2 separate regions of the Bombyx mori genome follow, and region 1 is linked to region 2. The links are chromatin contacts, called in public Hi-C maps. All regions are on one chromosome and are shown on one strand. The core of a region is the stretch at or near the end of the contact, and the rest is flanking DNA. Distances in the headings are between cores, read along the strand shown.

Region 1 (4,186 bases), core at 863-3,362, 34 kb before region 2:
AAACTACAAAATTAATTTGTTAAATTTATTTGACATGTGAACCATAGTTTTTTTCACGTTTTTCTCGGAACATTCGAACAAAATCGATACATCACGAAGTCCTTTACGGTTAGGCGTGCGCGCGTCTCGACTACCGCTATGTACATTTACATTTTAGGTGAAGGTGAACCGGACGTAACCGTAAGCAATAATGCTTTTAAAGTACTCGCATTAAGATTGAATATTCTGTGCACGTTGTTACGAAAGAAAGTGTTCATGATTTGATCTCGTCAGAAATTACAGCTAACTCTCGTTTTGTAAGTTTCGAGTGCTGTGTACGGAGAATGGTAAGCTCTAGACGCTTCCCGGGTGAAACTTTATATATTGGAGATTTTTATTCGCATAGCAAATATCTATATATTAATACGTGAAGCAAAAACTTTGTATCCCTTTTTACGAAAATTGCGCGGACGGAGGAGTATGAAATTTCCCACACTTATAGAGAATATAGAGAAGAAATGCACAATGCTAATATTTTTTTTAAATAATGCATAAAAGATACATTAAATCAATAAAGAAAACATTACACACACTACCATGTATTTGACACACACACGCATGCATACCTACTATTTATTTATTTTCAAACTTTTGTTCTTGACGTCTGTGGTCAAATTGAGAATAGATTAAATATTGTTTGTCTTTATTATTATTTTTTATAGTGTTACCTTGGCGAAATCTGTGAATAAAGAAGTATAATAGTCTGACAATAGAATCATAATAGTGTACAAACTTACAATTCCAATTAATTATAGTCGAATTTCGACTACTGCGGGACCTCTAGTAATTATAAAATCATTACGTCCTTTGGGCAAGCGATCTTACAGAATATTCTTATTCGGCAAGGGATCTTACAGAAAATTATTTCTGGGTTTTTATTGCGAATAAATCTGAACTAGCTCACTGCCTACTTGGTGTTGAGTGGCTACCGGAGCCCATAAGTATTAAAACTTTGAGGCGTATGGTCTAAGTCTGAATTGTATTGTTAAACGGGTGTCCCACCCTTCGAAGCAGAACAGCCGACGGTTTCGCAATTATGCAGGCTTATGATAACACCCAGTATAGGTACCGGCGACTTCTTCATGAAATAATTGCACAAAAATATGGACGCACACCTTAAAATATCTAGTGGTTGGTATTTGTTTACATTTTATTATGAGATTAACGCCACTGAACTTCAAAGCGAACTGTATAATAACAGAAATGAGCGTGACGTTGGTATAATTCAGCACACAACGGAACGATAGCAACCGGTCTCTTCGCGTGTACTGCTAAAACTCACTCACATTGAGACGATAGAATATCTTCTTTTTTTTTCTATTAAATTAGTAACCTTACAGGGTTATGCCAACGTAACTGAGCAAGTAGGTGAGGTCACGGCTATAACCTGGTGACAATACTACCACTAGCTCGAGCAAAAGCAATGCTTCGCAGAATCTACCACCGGATCGGAAACGCAACCCATTGAGAAGATCCGGCGAGAAACTCAGTGGGCTGTGTCTGTGGGTTAATTTATTCGTCAAACCCTTCGTCGCAAACGACGGGTTCGACGTAAACGGTGACCGGTGCTTGTGGTACCTAAAAGCACAGTTAATGGATCCGGATAATCCGAAATACGTGCTTAGGGCGACGTCGTCTGCTTACCATTCGGTTCGCAGGATCGGGTATGTATTATTAGAGGTAGGATTAGAATTAGAATTTACTGGTGGTAGGACCTCTTGCGAGTCCGCGCGGGTAGGTACCACCTATGCGTGGTAATGCGTTTCGGTTTGAAGGGTGGGGAAGCCGTTGTAACTAAAATGAGAACTCAAGGTGGGTAGCGCATTTACGTTGTAGATGTCTATGGGCTCCGGTAATCACTTAACACCAGGTGGGCTGTGAGCCCGTTCACCCATTTAAGCGATAAAAAATTCAGAATATCAGTAACAATTCAACATCAAATTAAAAATTCTCGCCTATAGATTGCTTATTTTAATTAATCAAAATAGATATTATTATCTGGTATGTGTTCACGATCGACTTCAACGATGAAGGTATGACGTGTCTTGTAATAAAACAAAACGCACGTGTGTTATGATAGGTCGGTCGTATCGCAAACATACTCGGATTTCTATGGATTGTTTTTTTTATACGCGAAGTAATAATACTCGTGTGCACAAATGGCGCGTTATGAGCTTCTTCGAATACAACATGTAGTCTCCCAGACATGAATAACAGAAGCTCATAATTTTGGATCGCATAGAAGGCAAGCGCGCCGTCGTCAAACCAGATAGGTGGTCAGATCTGGTTAAGAAAGCGGTCCATGGCTACTATGACCGAACACTATGGAGGAGCGTCACATGTGGTCGCAATCCTCAGCAGTGAGGGAACGATGATGAAGTACAAATGGCACGGATTGTTCCGATAAATTTGAGACTTCGAAGTCGGAGGCAAGGCCGTTTTTTTTTTATTGTTTAGATGGGTGGACGAGCTCACAGCCCGCCTGGTGTTAAGTGGTTACTGGAGCCCATAGTCATATACAACGTAAATGCGCCACCTGCCTTGAGATATAAGTTCTAAGGTCTCAAGTATAGCTACAACGGCTGCCCCACCCTTCAAACCGAAACGCATTACGGTTTTACGGCAGAAATAGGCAGGGCGGTGGTATCTACCCGTGCGGACTCACAAGAGGTCCTACAACCAGTAATTACGCAAATTATAATTTTGCGGGTTTGATTTTTATTACACGATGCTATTCCTTCACCGTGGTGCACACGTTTTGCGGTTGTGGTGCTTGCTGGCCCCAGACACCGCATCGCCGTACCGGGTTAGTTAAATCTAGTCCTACTTTGTTTTTGCTGTCGGTACTGTGTCACTCATATGCCTTGTGGTCCCAAAATCGAAATTAAAGATTCAACTTCATTGAATATCCGCGAACAGACAAACGTTTTCTTCTTCTTTTTTCCACCTTATCCCACCAGGTGGGGTCGACACAGCGAATTTTTCTATTCCATTCTCTTTTATCAACCGTCATCTCAAAACTCATTCCTCTCTCTCTCTCTCTCATATCGTCATTCATATACTCCATCCACATGTCTTTTTCGGTTCCAGAAATTTCGGTAGGATTCCCTATAAGAGTAAATGGATTCTAAAAACAAAAATAAGCCGTTTGAAAGTAAATAAAAAGCATCAAAACTCTGTTTCGCTTTAGTTTATTATAAGGAATCTATTTTTTTTTTTCTACCGATGTTTATAGCCTTGAGGCTATTTCAGCTTCTCCTTGACGTGTAGGTGAGCTCAAGGGGCTCTAACCGGGAGTGTTGCTAACACTGACCCTAGTAAGAGCAGTGCTTCGTAGGATCTATCACAGGATCGGAAACGCGACCCACTGAGAAGATCCGGCAAGAAACTCAGTAGGCGGTGTCTATGGGTTAATTCACTCGTCGAACCCTTCGTCGCAAGTGACGGGTTCGGCGAGGACGAGGACCGGTGCTTGTGGTGCCTAAAATCACGGTTAATGGATCGGGAGGATCCGTAATGAAGCGTTTAGGGCGACATCGACTGTTTACCATTCGGTCAGCAAGATCGGGCATCGATATTATATCTATTTAGTACTATGAACGACCTACTAGGTACAACAGAGCCAGGGCTCAGTTTAGTAAATGAATATTTATTGTTTTCTGTCTGTCTACATTATTATAATAGTTCATTCCCGTTAAATAGGAGATTCAGGTCAAACCGTAACTTATAACTATAACTAGTATTTATGTAAACAACACCGATGAATGCCTATACACCTATGACATGTCGAGTTATCGGCGTTTTAAACAAATATCATTTTTAGTATTGCGACAAGAGTTCAATGATCTGATGATCATTATGACTCATAAAATATGTTCGCGATCAACTTCTGGTTTCACCGCAGGCCACCGTAACGGTAAACAATTGTAATATTGTGATTAACCGCTCGTACATTTATGACCTAAAAAACCTAAGTCTTCTGAAAACGTTTCATTTTTAAAATATGCTTTCATTAGATTCAGACGTATGTATGTTTGTAACGGAATCTTTGAACACGATTTTGACTCCCTTAACGTCGGATTAACTCGAAATTTGGTATACTTATTAAGGACCGACCTTTTTAACAATAAAATCATTTTTTGTTACA
Region 2 (4,559 bases), core at 1,584-4,083:
GTTCAAGTTGGGTTTTCGTTTGGTTAAAGTTCTGTATTAGTCATATACCTACATTTTTCCCAATCGTAACAATAGTATTTCCTTGTAAATCGCACGTGTTTCCCAGTAGGTTAAAGACGAATCGCATGCGGTTAGTTAAATGGTGTCATCGGCAAGTCACTGTCGTTTGTGACGAATCGAATTGTCAATCGTCGTACCTACAAAATGCAATGGTGCTTAGTTGATAAGCCGACTAGTGTGATTCCACTAATGCTATCGTGCCAACTGCAGGCTCGGCCGTTGCACAAACTGGGCCCCTAGTTTTGTTACTAAACTTTTTATCGGTCACGCAAAGATGAGCCTTTAGTGCTTTCGTGCTAATAATACTGAAGCTTAAAGAATTCCGTACAGAGTGATGTGGCTACGAAAGGGTCCAAGTTAATATGTACTTATACGTACCCACGTATATTCGATTTCTCGAAGGATAAATAATATCAATATGATAGAAATATAATAAATCCAAAAAAAATAAAAATACGTAACATATTACATAAAGGCACATCATATTACCTATACTCGTAATATCGAGTATATGTATAATAAACCAATCAGGAACGATATTCTTAACCCGATACCGCATACCGGTGCTATCTATCAAACACGATCTGTCAACAGTGAGGCGGCACGGAAACGAAGCCATTGGTAACAAAGCGAGGTCAATACACAATCACGGCAGTTTTGCCAATTCGCATGTGACGTTTGGTTTTTTTTAAATTATTCATCGCATACACGTGCCGTGAGCCGTAGAAGATCTTCGTAAGATTTGTAAATGGTGACGTGTTTGTAATTGGTGTTGTTTATAAATTCAGCGGTAGATAGCGACTTGGTTACGTCCCTGGCATTGCTGAAGTCCATTCGCAACCATTCGCTATGAGACGTCAAATAAAGTAACTTAAAAACTCAAAAAAAAAACACGTTTAAATTGCAAACCATACTCCGTACTTGGTGTCATTGGTTTGGTTCATAAACTTAATGGTTGACAGCGACTTGTTTACGTCCCTGGCATTGCTGAATTTCATGAGCAACCATTCACTATGAGACGTTAAAAAAAGTAATTTGAAAACTAAAGAAAAAACACGTTTAAGTTGCAAACCATACTCCGTACTTGTTGTCATTGGTTTGGTTCATAAACTTAATGGTAGACAGCGACTTAGTTATGTCCCTTGCATTGTTGAAGTCCATTCGCTATGAGACGTCAAAAAATCACGTTTAATTTGTAAACTGTACATATATTTCATCATTTTTTTATCTTGTTATAGTCCTGACCATTGGTTGGTGGATAATTAGAGTCAAGCCATTGATGGGTTTTTTAATACATCAATAAGTCAAGCTATAAAATTAATTCAATTTCAATTATAATAATTTCAAATTAAATTCAATTAATTAATTATTAAATTTCTAATAAATAATTAATTAATTAATTAAAAATTCAAATTCATTTTCGAGTTAAAATTCAATTATAATAAATTCCAATCTCGGAGCGCCACAATTTCTCTATGAAAATATGTTTTCCGTGCTTACCAACGACTTCTATTCAATTATGTCCATATGTACCGTATTTAAGCACTTTAGTTTGATTTAAAACTTAATTTGTAGGATATCTACCTTAGAGTATACATAAGCATAGTTTATGTATACTCTAAGGTAATATCTACACTCTAAAATATCTCTAAAATATCTACACTCTACTTACTATATATATATTTTTTTTTTTTTTTTTTTATTGCCCTTGTAGGCAGACGAGCATACGGCCCACCTGATGGTGAGTGGTTACCGTCGCCCATGGACTTCAGCAATGCCAGGGGCAGAGCCAAGCCGCTGCCTACCGTTTAATACTCTCCACAAGCCTCGTTTGAAGAAGGACATGTCATAGCGCTCGGGAAACACCGTGGAGGGGAGCTCATTCCATAGCCGGATGGTACGTGGCAAAAAAGATCTCTGGAAACGCACTGTGGATGACCGCAGTGGCTCCAGGTAGTATGGATGAACTCTACTCCGGTGGCGGGCGGTGCGATGGTAAAAACGAGATGCCGGTATCATCTCGAACAATTCCTCAGAGCACTCCCCATGGAACATACGGTACAAAATACAGAGGGAACCGAAGTCCCTCCGCAGATATACATATACATATATACATATGTATATTCATCTACATATAAATTACGACAAGAATACATTTGTTATTTCACACAAAGTATAAAGAACTGCGGAATCTATATATTAATACGTGAAACAAAAACTTTGTATCCCTTTTTACGAAATTTGCGCTGACGGAGGAGTATGAAATTTTCCACACTTATAGAGAACATAAAGAAGAAGTGCACAATGCTAAGATTGTTTTTAAATAATGCATAAAAGATACATTAAATCAATAAAGAAAACATTACACACACTACCGTGTATTTGACACACACATGCATACTATTTATTTATTGTCAAACTTTTGTTCTTGACGTCTGTGGTCAAACAGAGAATAGATTAAGTACTGTTTGTCTTTATTAATATTTTTATAGTGTAGTCTTGGCGTTGAAAATACAATCATAATAGTGTACAAACTTACAATTCCAATAAATTATAGTCGAATTTCGACTACTGCGGGTCCTCTAGTACAATTAGAAAAGTCTTCAAGAAATAATAGGATATTAGTTTTTTTTTTTTTTTTTAATGAAACTCGTTACGATTGCAATGTAAATCCAGTTTGAAGCGTTCAAATTGATTACATATACTCGTACTAGTACACAGCAACAGCGATAAATTAATTAGAATGTAGACTGTTTGTTTCATCACAATGTATTCGCCGTGTGCTGCCAACGAAACTTATCTACTGCGTTTTAATTTTAGGTACTTTTTATACATATCTTCAGCGCGTTAGCCTAGTCGTTGCTTTGAAGTCATTGTGACAAACATTAACAGCAAAATTAATTGCTGGTTTTATTTAGTAGAATTTAAAGTCTTTAGAGTTCGGCGGCCACCAGACAACCTTGAAAAATTGACTGTGGTGGGAAGGTGGTAGATTCTGCGAAGCACGACTCTTGCTAGGGTTCGTGTTAGCATCGTCGTCAGGTTTGAGCCCCGTGAGCTCACCTACTAGTTAAGGTTACGTTGGAGTAGCCTCTCTAGACTACCAGCTTAGGTAGGAAAAAAAAAAGGTTCATTAAACTTAAATATTTATAAGGGTTCATCAATCACTGAACAGGCCAATGTTGTCTGGCAATTGATGATTCTGAAAAGGTACGTGTGGCTTTTTTTTTTCCATTTTTTTTTGCCGGTTCACTGCTTTCCAGTAACCACAATCGTCACACGTTCCAACCTCAGGCGTTATATTTCGAGATTGGTAAGAGAGTGAGGGAATCTATACCAAAAAAATATTTTTATTAACAAAAGTAAGGGCAAGTTAAATGGTAATTGTTAGAAATGGAAAGGATGAAGTTAGTAAAAAGGTTCCCCTTTTTTGCGTCTTACTACGGAACACCAAAAATAATTTAATACTTTTACAAATATCTTATACCTTTAAACGAGCAATTCTTGTATATTAATATATATGTATATGATCTGAATCTCGGAAACGGCTCCAACGATTTTCATAAAATTTAGTATACAGGGGATTTCGGAGGCGATAAATCGATCTAGCTACGATTTATTTTCAGAAAATGTTGTTTTACTCGTGTTTTCAATAATCAACTCTTCCCGACATCTATTGGCGAATAGTAATACTATTTTTCTTAATTGAGGGCAACTAACCGCTTTAAAGACAACAAGATGGCGTTATCAAAAAAAAACCGAGCAAAGCTCGGTCATCATCTAGTAATATATTTTACTAGCATTTAATTTTATCCCTTGGATCGCATCGCATCAGTTATGGCAACAAGCGGACTCTTTCAGACGTCCTCATGTACGAGAGTAGCAGTGTGAATGTCACTCAATTCATCAAGGTAATTACGGTCAATTGCAGCGGTTTACATACATATTATTATATTACATTATCGATCTTACTCTATAACTAACTTATTAACGAAAATAAAAATACTTTTTCCTATATAATATGTTATGTATATAAAGTACTGCTAAGAAACATTAAAAAAAAAACACTGAGTGTATGTGTCAGGTAGTCACTTTGAATTGTACTTCGTATGATTTATCAGTATTGTAAGTAAAATAAAAATAAACATAAAAAAAATTATGATCGCAAATCACTAAATTGTAATGATAAATTAACCAGTCAACGACAGGGTTTTCCCTAGAGAAAAACAAAGTTTAATTGCCGTTAGTAAACATAAAAGATAACTGTAATTTTACTTCCTCGTACTTATACTATAATAAGGTAAATGTGAAAGTTTGTGATGGTGTTTGGGTGTTTGTCAAAGTTTAAGTTAAATATGAATATTTTAAATGTATTTGTTCTAAAGCCATCTGTGTTTTTGTGATACTATCCACTGATATTCACTGAAAACGAAACTTTGCTTACTATACTGATTTATTTCAAGAACAATTATTGTTAACCATTTATAAATCGCCGGGTT

The links. Hi-C and Micro-C count contacts between places; a contact is called where the count stands out from the background.
Region 1: a Hi-C map of whole pupa shows a contact between it and region 2, with 6 times the contacts expected there. The contact joins two enhancer-like sites. A contact is called at or near these places in 4 of 7 Hi-C or Micro-C datasets (midgut, an unstated tissue and whole pupa).

The regions. Positions count from the first base shown.
Region 1 is chr8:15,013,352-15,017,537 of ASM3026992v2, reverse strand. The region is part of intron 1 of LOC101738331 (amyloid protein-binding protein 2); the gene reads left to right. Among protein-coding and RNA genes, the nearest start is that of LOC101738331, 9.7 kb to the left of the region's middle. Within about 2 kb of position 2,112, at least 1 of the 8 cell types and tissues checked has open chromatin away from gene starts, as enhancers often do.
Region 2 is chr8:14,979,240-14,983,798 of ASM3026992v2, reverse strand. The region is part of intron 1 of LOC101738331 (amyloid protein-binding protein 2); the gene reads left to right. Among protein-coding and RNA genes, the nearest start is that of LOC778459, 32 kb to the right of the region's middle. Within about 2 kb of position 2,833, at least 5 of the 8 cell types and tissues checked have open chromatin away from gene starts, as enhancers often do.